Regions from separate parts of the Muntiacus reevesi genome. Here region 2 is linked to region 1. The links are chromatin contacts, called in public Hi-C maps. All regions are on one chromosome and are shown on one strand. Each heading gives the region's core, a stretch centred on a gene start, on an enhancer-like site or on the middle of the called end of the contact. The rest is flanking DNA. Distances are from core to core; before and after follow the strand shown. Region 1 holds the start of ACTR3 (actin related protein 3). Region 2 holds the start of SLC35F5 (solute carrier family 35 member F5).

Evidence for each region. Hi-C and Micro-C count contacts between places; a contact is called where the count stands out from the background.
Region 2: a Hi-C map of blood shows a contact between it and region 1, with 3 times the contacts expected there. The contact joins the promoter of SLC35F5 here to the promoter of ACTR3 in region 1. A contact is called at or near these places in 2 of 3 Hi-C or Micro-C datasets (blood and muscle).

Annotation. Positions count from the first base shown.
Region 1 is chr3:207,267,556-207,273,475 of mMunRee1.1, forward strand. It overlaps ACTR3 (actin related protein 3), which reads right to left and starts at 3,453. Exons shown (of 12, transcript XM_065931409.1): 1 at 3,235-3,453. The coding sequence starts at 3,278. It overlaps LOC136165263 (a long non-coding RNA gene), which reads left to right and starts at 2,472. Exons shown (of 5, transcript XR_010662479.1): 1 at 2,472-2,661.
Region 2 is chr3:207,399,231-207,405,431 of mMunRee1.1, forward strand. It overlaps SLC35F5 (solute carrier family 35 member F5), which reads left to right and starts at 3,775. Exons shown (of 16, transcript XM_065931411.1): 1 at 3,775-3,947; 2 at 4,807-4,897; 3 at 5,055-5,196. The coding sequence starts at 3,908.

The sequences.
Region 1 (5,920 bases), core at 2,203-4,702:
CAGTTTTCCTCACCACTGGTAGCCCATTTGAGTCCGCACCTTAGTTCTTAAGCAACCCACTCTATCAATAATAATTTGTCCCCAAATTTTATTTTACATTACTATTCCAATACAAATTCCACCCAAAAGTATGCAGACATGGTATCTATATGAAAGAAGTATATTTTTTCTAAATTGTTTTTAAAAGGAGTTACTTTCTTTTATGATCTGTGCTTGGGTGATTCTTTATCTTATGCTGAAATAAAGGATCACTGAAGGGTCTCTAAATTTGGGGATTAAATGTCATTGTTTCCTAACTTTCACAGCTTTTCTTACCTAAGCCCACCAAATTTCACAGATGGCGATTCTTTTCATCACCTTTTGCTTATCTTATATAATGAAATGACAGCCATTCTTTTCATCACCTTTTGTTTATCTTATATAATGAAATGAAATGCTTATCTTATATAATGAGCATCTGAATTCGTTATAATTTTTCACTTATGTAAATGAGTAATTGTGGTTGATGAATGCATTCTCTAAAATACAAAAGAACACACACATTGTAGGTGCATAATTTGCATCTGGAAAACTACAGTACTCTGGAACATAAAACTATTAAGGGCTTATTTATAGATGTTTATCAAAGGTCCAATTTCAAAGAGCTATCTTCTAAACGCTATTAAATTTGAAGGTGTACTTTCCAGGATTTGTATTAATAGGCAACAAGAAAGACCAAAATGCCTTCTGAAAACCACAATAAGTGTATATCTGGAACTTCGCTGCTGGTTAACAGTCTGAGTTTCCAATGCAGGGGGCAAGAGTTCGATCCCTGCTCAGGGAACACTAAGACTTCACATTCCGCATGGGCAATCAAATTAAAAATAAACAGACAGTGACAGATGGTAAAAAAAAGTAAGAAGAACTCTTATTAATCTGTTTCATTTAAATCATGACTGTCCAGCGACCTCTCCCTATGAGATAAAACTAATGTAGTAATATAATCAATAACTGATCATTAAAGCAAAAACATTCTAAGGGGTTTCCCAGGTGGCTCAGTGGTAAAGAATCTGTCTGCCAATTCAGGAGACACAGGTTTGATCCCTGGGTGGGGAAAATCCCCTGGAGTGGGAAACGGCAATTCACTCCAGTATTCGTGCCTGGAAAATTCCATGGACAGAGGATCCTGGCAGGCTACAGTCCATGGGGTCGCAGAGAGTCGGACACAAGTCAACAACTAGGCATGGGCAGCATCCTAAGTATAGATTGAACCCCTCTCCCCCACACCTCCTGATCACTCAGTCTGTGTTTTAAATTCAAGGCTGCCCTATCAGAAAGAGGTCACGTAAGGATAGTTAATCTCAATGAAATACCCAGCATACTAAATCAAACATAATCAAAACTGTATTTCAAAAGGGAAAAAATTAAATAAGAAAAAGTTAACACCTTACTTAAGATATTACCATACTATTTATTAGGGCAACAATTATCTACACTAATTTTATTGACAAGGCAATAATTACTAAAGCATATAATATTAACTATGTAGCAATATTTTTCACTGTAACAAAACATACTTGAAAATTCTTTCTCAGTCAAGCAGCCAAATCTAATTTTAAAACTGACCCTAACATAAAACTACTCACCAACTGGACTAAGAAGGAAGGCGGAAAAAAAAAAAAAAAAATACTGGTTCAAGGAAATAAAAATGGATTAAGAAAAATAACTTTAATCAGTCATCTATCAAAAAGCTACATAGAAGTTTCATGGCTAAACGACATTGGTTTTTTATTATATTAATAAATCGATTGTTTCCTTCTGCACGGCTGGGACTTTACAAACCGCCACACTTTCATAAAGGTATGATCCTGAGGATTATAGAGAAATTTCACACAGAGCAAACTGAGTAAGGAGTATACCATCCTTTAAGTAACAATAGTTTGCTAAAGAGTAAAAAGGGAAGGGAAAGGCTGATAATCCAGTTCTCATAACCCCCTCCAAAACCTGGGGAATTGGAAAAGTAATCAGCACGGTATTCACAAGCACCAAAGAAAACACTTCCAATATTGAAACATAAAGCAGTCACTCTGCATTAAAACATAGGCAATATTTTCTACGTTAGTACAAAGTGTGCTATAACTCTCTAAAACGCCTGTTAATACAAAAGGAGCGACCACTTCCACACCATTCTATACTTTAGCAAACTACACTGCAAGTCTATAATAAACAACTCCTTGAAAAGCAAGTACCTCCCTTTACAACTCTATTACCTTCTTTCTCTCCTTAAGACATGGTCACAGAATGACCGCACACAACTTAATTTTCCTGGGTGCTTCCCTTCCTCCCTCTCCGTACAACGCAAATATATTTTTTAAGTTCACAGAAATTCACACCTAGCACCAGTAACTCAGCCTATTTGAAAACTGCTTGATTTTGAAAGTTCTAATAAGATGTGTTCAGGTTGGAAACGAAAAACTACCTTATAAGGGTATAAAAGACTGAAAGCAGGAAGCGGCTTTGACAAAACTAAGGAAGTTGCAACGCGCTTGCTCACTGGGGGACTTTTTTTGAGGCAAGAGAAGTAACACATGACATCTTTCTCTCAAATTAAAATGTGACTTGGTTGGCCGGTAGGAACGTAGTGGGAGATGGAAAAGACCGGGAGCCGAAAAGGAAGAGGAGGTGGGTGGTCCAATGAAAGCCCCGATCTAGGTTCCCATTTTCAGGGTCCGATTCTTCCCTTTCCCCACCCACACCCCGATACAATGTTGTCACAGCAATCTTGCAAAACCTACAAGGAGCGCTTCTCTTTTCTCGCTCCTTTGCCCGGCCGGTCCCCGCGCTCCATTCCCCTTGGTCTCCAAACCCACGGGCAGGAAGGAGCACCGGGGCAAAGGAGGGTCGGCTGCGAGGGGCTCGACGACCACCCCCACGCGACCGCGGGCCCCGGGGAGGCGACCGTCCCCGCAGCCCCTCGGGCGGCGCTGCCCACCGCGGTGGGGGAAGGGCCGGGAGGGGTCGCGCGGAAGAAGCCGCTCCCGGGGGGGTTCTGGGCCCCGCGCCCCCGCCCGGCTCCCAGAGGGTGAAGCGCGGGGGATGAGGGAGGCCCTGACTGCGGGCCCCACCCCTCGCCACCCGGCGCGGCCCGGGCTGACACAGCCGGCGGCGGCACCTTGCTGCTCCATTCATCTCCCGGCCCCGCCATTTTCCTGCCTCCGCCTCAGTTTCCCCACCCCCGCCCATCAGCCCCCTTACCCCGTGCCACAGTCCACCACACAGGCCGGCAGCCGTCCCGCCATCTTCCTCCTCGCCTGCTGCTGCTGCTGCCGCCGTCTGCTCCGTGCCGGTTGGGGCCAGGGATGGGCGGCGGGAGGTAGAAGCTATCTGACCATCCACGGCCGGGCCACCCTCTCCGTCTAGGGGGGAGCCGGGAAGCCGAAGCAGTAGCGAGAGAGCAGCAGGCTCGGTCAGCGGCTACCACTTCCGCAACCCGGGCAGGCAGGCAGTCCCCGCCCTGCCCCGCCGCGGCCTCCTCCCCTTCTCTCTCCCCTCCTCCTCACTCCTGCCCCCACCCTACAACTTCTTCCCCTCACACCGCCTTTCCCCGGGAAGCCAAGATGGCCGCCGGTGCCGACGCCCCGGCCGGGCCAGGCCTAGGCCTCGAGCGCTCCCCCTTCCGGCCTCCGAGCGGGCGGGGCGAGAGAGCATGCGCAGTGAGGTGCGCCGCCGGCTGCCGCTCCCATTCCGAAGGTGAGGTAGTCCACTTCGGGTGTTCTCCAGGTAGGGGCGGGTAGGTCTGCCCGAGCCTCCAATTCTCATTCTGAAGCTGGAAGGGGTTTTTAGTTGCAATTACTTCTGTGCTAGGTTAAGGAAGCGTTGGAACCGCATTCCACAGCCCCAACTATCGTCAGGTGCTCCGGAGAAAACGACCTCATTGAAAACCTTGTCAGCGGCGCCCATCCGTTTTTATAACTTGAGCGGCTCCTTTTCTGGTTGGAAAAGAGCGATATCAGACGGAGGGTGAGCAGTTGGAGGAGAGAGGAACAAAGGCTTGCGCCGTGGCTCTTGTGCCTTGGTACTGTTTTTGGGGGTTTTTTTTTCTTCAGTTACACTTGTGCATTATTACAACGTGGCATGTTACCAGTGTTACCACAAGGGTTAGATTGTAGGCCAACCGAGGAAGGCCCACCTCACAGGAATGTAGAGGTAAATACCTAACACAAATAAGCCTTTGGTGGCTTTGAATGAGGCGAAAAAAGTACTCTCCTGAGTAGTTTAAGATACTAGTTGCAGGATGAAACCAAGGATTACGGACCAGAATTTTTAATTAAAAAAGAAAGTTCAAAACTAGAAAGCCTAGAACAATGTCATTTAAACTTCTCAAAGTGTGTGTCAAGAATTCCGTGGAAGGCTTGTTGAAGCACAGAATGCTGGACCACACCCCCTGAGTTCTCTGATTAGGTGGTCTGGAGTGAGGCCTGCTAATTTGCATTTCTACCCAGTTCCTAGTCTGGGACCTCTCCCCACCTGGGAGACCTATAATGTTAATAGCTTTTTTCTCTTCTGGTTTATTTTCCGATAAACGAGGTGGATTCACTTATGGGTGACCGAAATAAAAATATTTTTCCTAAGAAAGGATGTCTGATTACTCTAGAAGATCACATAGAGTGGTGTTAGACCAACCTGGGCAATGGAATTTAAACTTTTCGTTCATTTGGCAAATAAGAATTGCTCACCCTTTCTATTAAGGCAGGGACAATACTGACCGTTAATATTCAGTAGGCACAAAATGGATAAGTTCTCGGTGCTGCAGAGCTTACAGTTTAGTGGAGAAACACACAACTTGTATTAAGAGCAATAGAAATTATAAAGCAGAGGGCTCTGAGAAATGGGGAGGAGGGTTGAGTGAATGAGAGGGAAACAAAAGGTAGCAGAGGCTTCTCTGACAAAAGTGAAAGTCGCTCAGTTGTGTCCGACTCTTTGTGACCCCATGGACTATACAGTTCATGGAATTCTCTAGGCCAGGATACTGGAAGGGGTAGCCTTTCCTTTCTCAAGGGTATTTTCCCAACCCAGGGAGTGAACCCAGGTCTCCCGCGTTGCAGGTGGATTCTTTGACCAGCTGAGCCAGGAGGGAAGCCCAAGAATACTGGAGTGGGTAGCCTATCCTTTCTCCAGGGATCTTCCTGACCCAGGAATGGAACTGGGGTCTCCTACATTACAGGCAGATTCTTTACCAAGTGAGCTATCAGGGAAGCATTTAAAAACTGAGGGCTGGAAGATGGTAGGAGATAGGGGCGAGAGTGAGGAAGAAGGGGAGCCCTCCAGGAAGTGAGAACAGCAAGAGTCGAGGCCTTGAGGTGAGAATGAGCTTTTTTTCTTCCACAAAGTTAAAGAAGGCCCAAGTGTTCAAAGTGAAGTGAGCCAGGGAAGAAGACAGAATGGAAGGTAGAGCCTGAGATAGGAATTAAATGATGTGAGGATTTGTAGACTTCTTAAAGCATCTTAAACTTTAGCCTAAAAGCAACTTGGAATCCCTCAGAGACTTAAGGAAATGTTCTGCGTGCTTTGTGAAGAATGGATTCTACAAAGTTAAGAGTGAAGTGACTGCTTATATAGCATATATGATGTTGGCATTAAGAGATAGAAAACGTGAGGAGTAGCATCCAGATGGGATTGGATGTGTACAAAGGAGACTTACTAAGGGGCGTCGTCATCATTACCATCCACTGGTGCCCAGCACATCCACAGCTACTCATATGAAATAAACAAACAAAGAATCCTCAGGGGCAGCTTTCCTCAGAAATTATCTTCCAAGAAGTCAAACAGAAGTGGTTCTTTGTTCAGGTGCCTTATGTTTTTTCACTATGCATAGAAGATGGTATATGAGGATTCTTTGCTGCCTTTCCCACCATCAAGTATTTAAGGTTTGGGGGGAGAG
Region 2 (6,201 bases), core at 2,525-5,024, 130 kb after region 1:
CTTCAGTAGTTGTGGCTCATGGGCTCTAGAGTGCAAGTTCAGCATTCGTGGCGCATGGGCTTAGTTGCTCCACAGCACATGGGATCTTCCCAGACCAGGGATTGAATGGGGGAAGCCCTCCTTGGGAAGTTTTGCAGCCATGAAGATGACAGAAAGCCAAGATGGAGCTGCACAAACCAACCTTATTCTGTTAGCAGCCCCACATATCAATATTTACCTTCCCATGGTTTGCCACTCCTGAAAGTCTGAAACTCTTTTCCTTTGCCACATCTCTACGAACTACTCTTGTTTTGTTAAAGATGCTACATTAGCCCAACTTCTAACCACCAATTTGAGTTACTCTTCATTAAGATTCCTCCCTAATGATTTGCCCTGTATGTGTTAATAAACTGCTGTTTTCCCCTTGTTCACATGGCTTTTGTCAATCTAATTTTATAGGACCCCAGCTGGAAAACCAGGAGGGTAAAAGGAAAAAAGAACTTTCCTCCCTTACACTTATATTCTTTTATTAGTAAAAAAATCATTACTGTACCCCATCCCCATCAAAATTCTACCCATTATTAAAATGAAGTTCAGATCCACCTGTTTTCTAAAGCTTTCTTTATATTTACCTGAAGAGATCATGCCTGCAGAACTCCGGTCCATACCCTCAAGGGCATGGCAATGAGTGGCCATTAATCAAGCATTGTCTTAAGATGCCTATTTTATGGGTGTTTAGAATGTTTATTTAGTTCTCTGTTGATATTTTGCGCCTCCAAACTGCCTGTAGACCCTTTAAAATGTAGGACTTGATTGTACACAATAAACCCTTAGGACCTTAGATCTAAATCTCAGAACCTCCCAAGGTTCGACTTACCCTGTAAAATGCAGTGATTCAAATTCAAAAGCAGTCTCTTATGTACAGTAATGAAAACAAAATTGTGAACGCCAATCCATTAGACCATGTGTTAGATACAAATCAAATCAATTATTTACTGAGCTTCTGTGCCCAGCATTCTAGTAGAGAATATGATAAAATACAAGCGACAAGAGTAGACTGTTGGTCAGCACTTGATGAATAACTGCCACCTTCCAAAGTTTTTGTCTGGTTTCCAACTTAGAACCAGAGAAAGGCAAATATGCATCCCTCCAACCACAAAGGATGCCTTGTTTCTGGTTAGCTTTCCTTGTTTCCCCATGCCAACCATCAGGGTATACCTGAAGCCTTTCCCTGTTTCTACTGGAAAGCTTTTACACTTCCCTGTCTTTGAATCTCTGCCAAATGCAAGGGATGAGGGCTGACTGCCTTGTTATAACAAGCTCTGAATAAATGTCTTCTGCTTGTTCTCATTTGAGTGTTCTTTATTTCCACACTTGGAATTCACAGAACTATGATAAGTGGTTTCAACTATTAACTGGAAGCTCCAAAGACTCATGACATAGCCATTTGTAATTTTACTAAGGCTTGAATTTAAAATGTAATCTTTGATACTGGTATACAGGAGTAAACTATGGACTGCCCCGTACACTCACACATGACCTTCATATTCATGTTGTGACACATGTAATTACTGAGGAAATTATATTCTCTATATTTCAGGTAACTTTTTTTTAATATATCGGACTTAATAACATGAAGCTTAAGGGTCTACTACTGAGAGATTTCAAAAGAACTTAGAGTGATTAACTTTGAAGAGCAAAAAGGAAATTAATAAAAATGAAAAATCAATCTTTTAAGATGGTGAGACTACAAAAATAGTGGTACCAACAGAAATGAAGATATGAAGAAGAAAATAGGCTTCAAAATGTCAGGAGACAGCGAGATGTTCCAGTTTATTCAAGACATTGACCACACTTCTGTGTTAGGCCCTAGTCTAGATGCTGAGGGTATAGTGGAGGATAATAAAGGCAAAAATTCTTGTTCTTGTGGAATTTATATTTGAAAATGTAGACAGTTGGGATTTTATAGGGAGGGAAATGTAAAGTTCTTGCTTCTAAGAATTAATCACACAGAAATAAGAGTTAAAGTTATACCAGAAATCAGCTTTCTAAGACTTCAAAGTTACTAAGGGCTTGGCCTTGGACAAGATATGTGGGGACATGAGAAAGAAATACCTGAGTTCAGGATGCCACAGCACAGAAATGACACCACGGTCTGTTGACTCAGTAGTCCAGTGGAATTTTCCTCAGAGTGTGCTGGGAAAACACGTTAATGGAAGATTAACCTCGGACTAGAGGCACTGTCCTTTAGCAGATGCTCTGGAAATAAGTGGTAATAATGGTGATTTATATACATTTACAAAGTACTTACATTTGCATTATTTATTTAAGAAATAGGTAACGATATCAGCATTATTTCTACTGAAGAATTGAGGTAGAGAGAATAATAGTCCTTAAGATCACAGAATAAAGTATGGTCAGATTAAGAAGTACAACCTAATTTTCCTGATTCTTAGATCCTGGAAGGTATTCATAATGCCACTATTTTTCTTTAGTCTACTATGGGCCTGCCACTCTAAAGAAACAAGAATAAAGCATCTACTGGAATAATTTGATCAATGCCTGCAAACAAATTTCCCCTAAGTAATTTAAATGGTTAAGATTTTTCTATTCTGCATGATACCTTTCTGAATATTTATTAGAGGAGCTTAATGCTGATAGCTTATTAGAAATTGACTGGGTCAACACAAAAAATGTTCAATGGTATTGCTTTACTAGTTAATTGAACAAATTCAATATATTCAATCTCAATAAAACAGGAGAAATTCAGAAGGTAAGAAATGCACTACATTGTGATTACAGAAGAAAAAAACTTAATTTCTTCACACCACCTCATAAAGATGTTACAAATGCGCTGGTGGTAGACAACTCCAGTGAAGAAACTTTTAGTCTCATTTCGTTTTCTAAAGACATATCAGGACATATCAAGGCTTTTTCTTATGGGATATTCAAAAGCTAATTTTTAAAATCTGTACAATTTAATAATTTAACATTTGTGTTCAACTTGCATGAATTATCTAAACCCTTCACATTTGTATGCTCAAGTAATCCTAGCATATATACAAATTAATAGACGCGGCAGGTACTATTATTATGCACACTTTTCAGTAATCTGAGGGCCAGGGAGGTGAAAAGCTTGCCGTTACTGACAGAACTTCTTTTTTTTTTTTTTGACAGAACTTCTAATTCCCGAAGCTGGGATCTATTTTACATACAAGAGTTTCCAGAAAGCAAAAGTTCTCCCAGGCCATTCTGCTCTCCAGAAAGCAAAAGTTCTCTCAAGCCATTTTGCTCTTCCGTCCTCTACTCGAGCAAGAACTCTTGAGAGTTTCCTGACCGAATTTTGTAACAAATGCCGTTGTTAGCTCTTGTCTTGGTGCGGGGCCATCTGGAGGCTCAGTCAGCCCCCTCGTCCTTCGCTCCACTTCAACCACCCACGCCTTCTTCCCTCTTCTCATTCCACCGCGCCCTGCTTCCCTTCTCCCAGCTCCTCTCTGCCGTCCCAGCGGCGTCTTCTCGCTTTGTGCTCAGCGACTGTCAATAGCCAAACCACCCTAGAGGTACACCCTCACGTGGCCTGCTGTCGCGCAATCGTGACGAAACCCGTGCGCCACCGCCCTCGGGCCGGGGAGAGGGGCGGGGCCGCAGGCCGGGCTGGCAGGCTGGCCGGCCGAGGGCGGGGCCGGGGCCAGGGTCCAGCTCCGGGCCTCCGCGGCCATCGCTGCCTGCTCGGTTCCTTACCTTCGCCCGGCCCCAGCCCTCCCGAACCGAGTGGAGCCGGTTGGCGTCGGCAGCGTCGCCCCGAGGGGCACCGCGGCTTCAGGGGCTGGGCCTCCGCGCAGCGCAATGACAGGCGGCACGAAAGCTCTGTGAGTCCGAGGCCGCGGCCGTGGCCCTGGGCGGCGGCGGGTCCGGGCCGGGTCCGCTCATGGTGCCGCCACGACACCATCCCGGGGCAGGAAGGCCAGGTAAGTAGGCACAGGAGGGCCGCGAAATCACTCGGAACCGAAGCCGGGGACCGAGGGCCCCGAACGGCCCCACTCTTCAGCCTCTGGTAGCAGCCGAGGTGCTCTGACCGAGACGGCCAGTGTCTGGGGACCTATTGAGGGGAGGCTGACAGGGTCGCGCGATCCCAGAGTAGACTCTGGTAGTTGAGGAAGCTGCCCGGCGCCGCCGCCTCAGGGCTTTAATCTCCTTCTCCCGGGAGACGTCACTGCCTTAACTTTTTTTTTCCCCTCCTCGGAAAAAGGAAGATTCCCTGGAACAGCTGTTTCCCCACCCACCTCGTGAATGACTATTTCAGATCGAAATAGTAGACACAGTGACGGGGGTGGGTGGGGGAAGCGTGGAGGATCCTTCTCTTGACCATGTGAGGTGCTTGGAAACGTGCCGTCAATACTCAAAACAAATCACTTCCTCTCAAATCTGCCAAGTCCACTCAAGATCAGGGACGGAGACGACACTTAGAAACAGGCGCGTGTCTAGACACTGTCCCAGGGTTGGGTACCTCTGGAGAGAGTAGCAAGAGCGGCGAATCCGGTTCTGTCTTTATGAAACTATTATGAAGCTGTTCTTCACTAGTTAAGTATTCTTAAATATGCTGTTTGTTGAATTTTGCTTTTTTTTCTTTGTACCGTGTTCTTTGAGTATAATTTGAAATGTATAGTACATAACATAAAAGTGTAGAGAAAAATGTCAGTTATATTTCACATACTTTGATATTCTTTCATTGGCTTTCATTTTAAAGATGAAGAGTGAAAAAGAGCTTATGAGTCTTATTTTGAGTGGTCGATGTTTTCACAAGCATTATTCTGTGGTGATTTTTAGGTGCGCTGAGTTCTTCACCTCCGTTTAGACTCAGATCTGCTAAGTTTTCAGGCATTGCTCTTCAAGATCTCAGAAAGGCCTTTAAAATAAGGTAAATTCAACACTTAAAATAAACCAAAACAAAAACTATATGACTTTGAACATTAGCTTAACAAATATCATACTTCTGTTGTACTTACATTCTCATTTTTACATGGTTATTTTTTTAAAGATCCTTTCTAATGTGATCTGTATTTTTCTAAAAACAGACTGCAAATGGTGTGTGTGTTTATCATGAACCGAATGAATTCCCAGAGCAGTGGTTTCACTCAGCGAAAGCGAATGGCTCTTGGGATTGTTATTCTCCTACTTGTTGATGTGATATGGGTTGCATCCTCAGAACTTACTTCGGTATGTAAGCTTTATCTAGGAATGATGCTGTGTTACTGAAATATCATCATATCTCTAGCCATTACTGTCTCTCATGCCCACTTAAGTGATATTTTGAATATTGATAAATTTTCTTTTATAACGAACTAGCATGCATTGGAGAAGGAAATGGCAACCCACTCCAGTATTCTTGCCTGGAGAATCCCAGGGATGGAGGAGCCTGGTGGGCTGCCATCTATGGGGTCGCACAGAGTCCGACACGACTGAGGTGACTTAGCAGCAGCAACAGCAGTATCAATTCAAGTTGAAGCTGAACAGATACTGTTTTAATTGTTTCAGTTTTCTTAAATCCTTAAAAGGAGATTATTTAGAAAATGAGATACATGCCTATTTTCTTAATATTTGTGGGTTTTATGTGTTTTTTTCCCCCTAAATTTATTTCCTTTTTAATAAATACTATTTTCTAGTGGAACAACTATCCAGGAGTCACCATTTAGTAGAAAGTGAAAATACGTTTGGACAAATGAGCGAATGTGATCTGAGTTTTCATGTATGGTCACTATTATACACATACATGGGTTCATGGACATTTATGTGTTTGCTGCTTTAAACGTTCTTGTGAAGTATATGTATAGAGTGATTGCCTGTAATTAAATTTTCTTTTGTTTTTATTGATGACCTATTGGTAGTAATGTGATATTTTGAGTTCACAAGCTAGTTTTTCTTTCCACTTGTACAGGTACTTTATTTACTTTGGTTAATGATCCCTGCAAAAATTTATTTTCAGAAATTACTGTGTTTCAACTTACATGTTGCTATCTTAAGGCAAAAGGAAGAGTAGCATTTATAAAATGAACTTAAATGTCAAAGGAAGCAGTGTGATACTGCTGGTCATCCCACGTGGTAGCTAAGTAAATAGTTGACATTGACATTGTATCTGATGAATAAATTTTTAGCCTTTTTGGAATTAGACTCTGGAATACATTAGGCCATTGATTTTTCACTCTTCTACAACCTTTTTTTTTC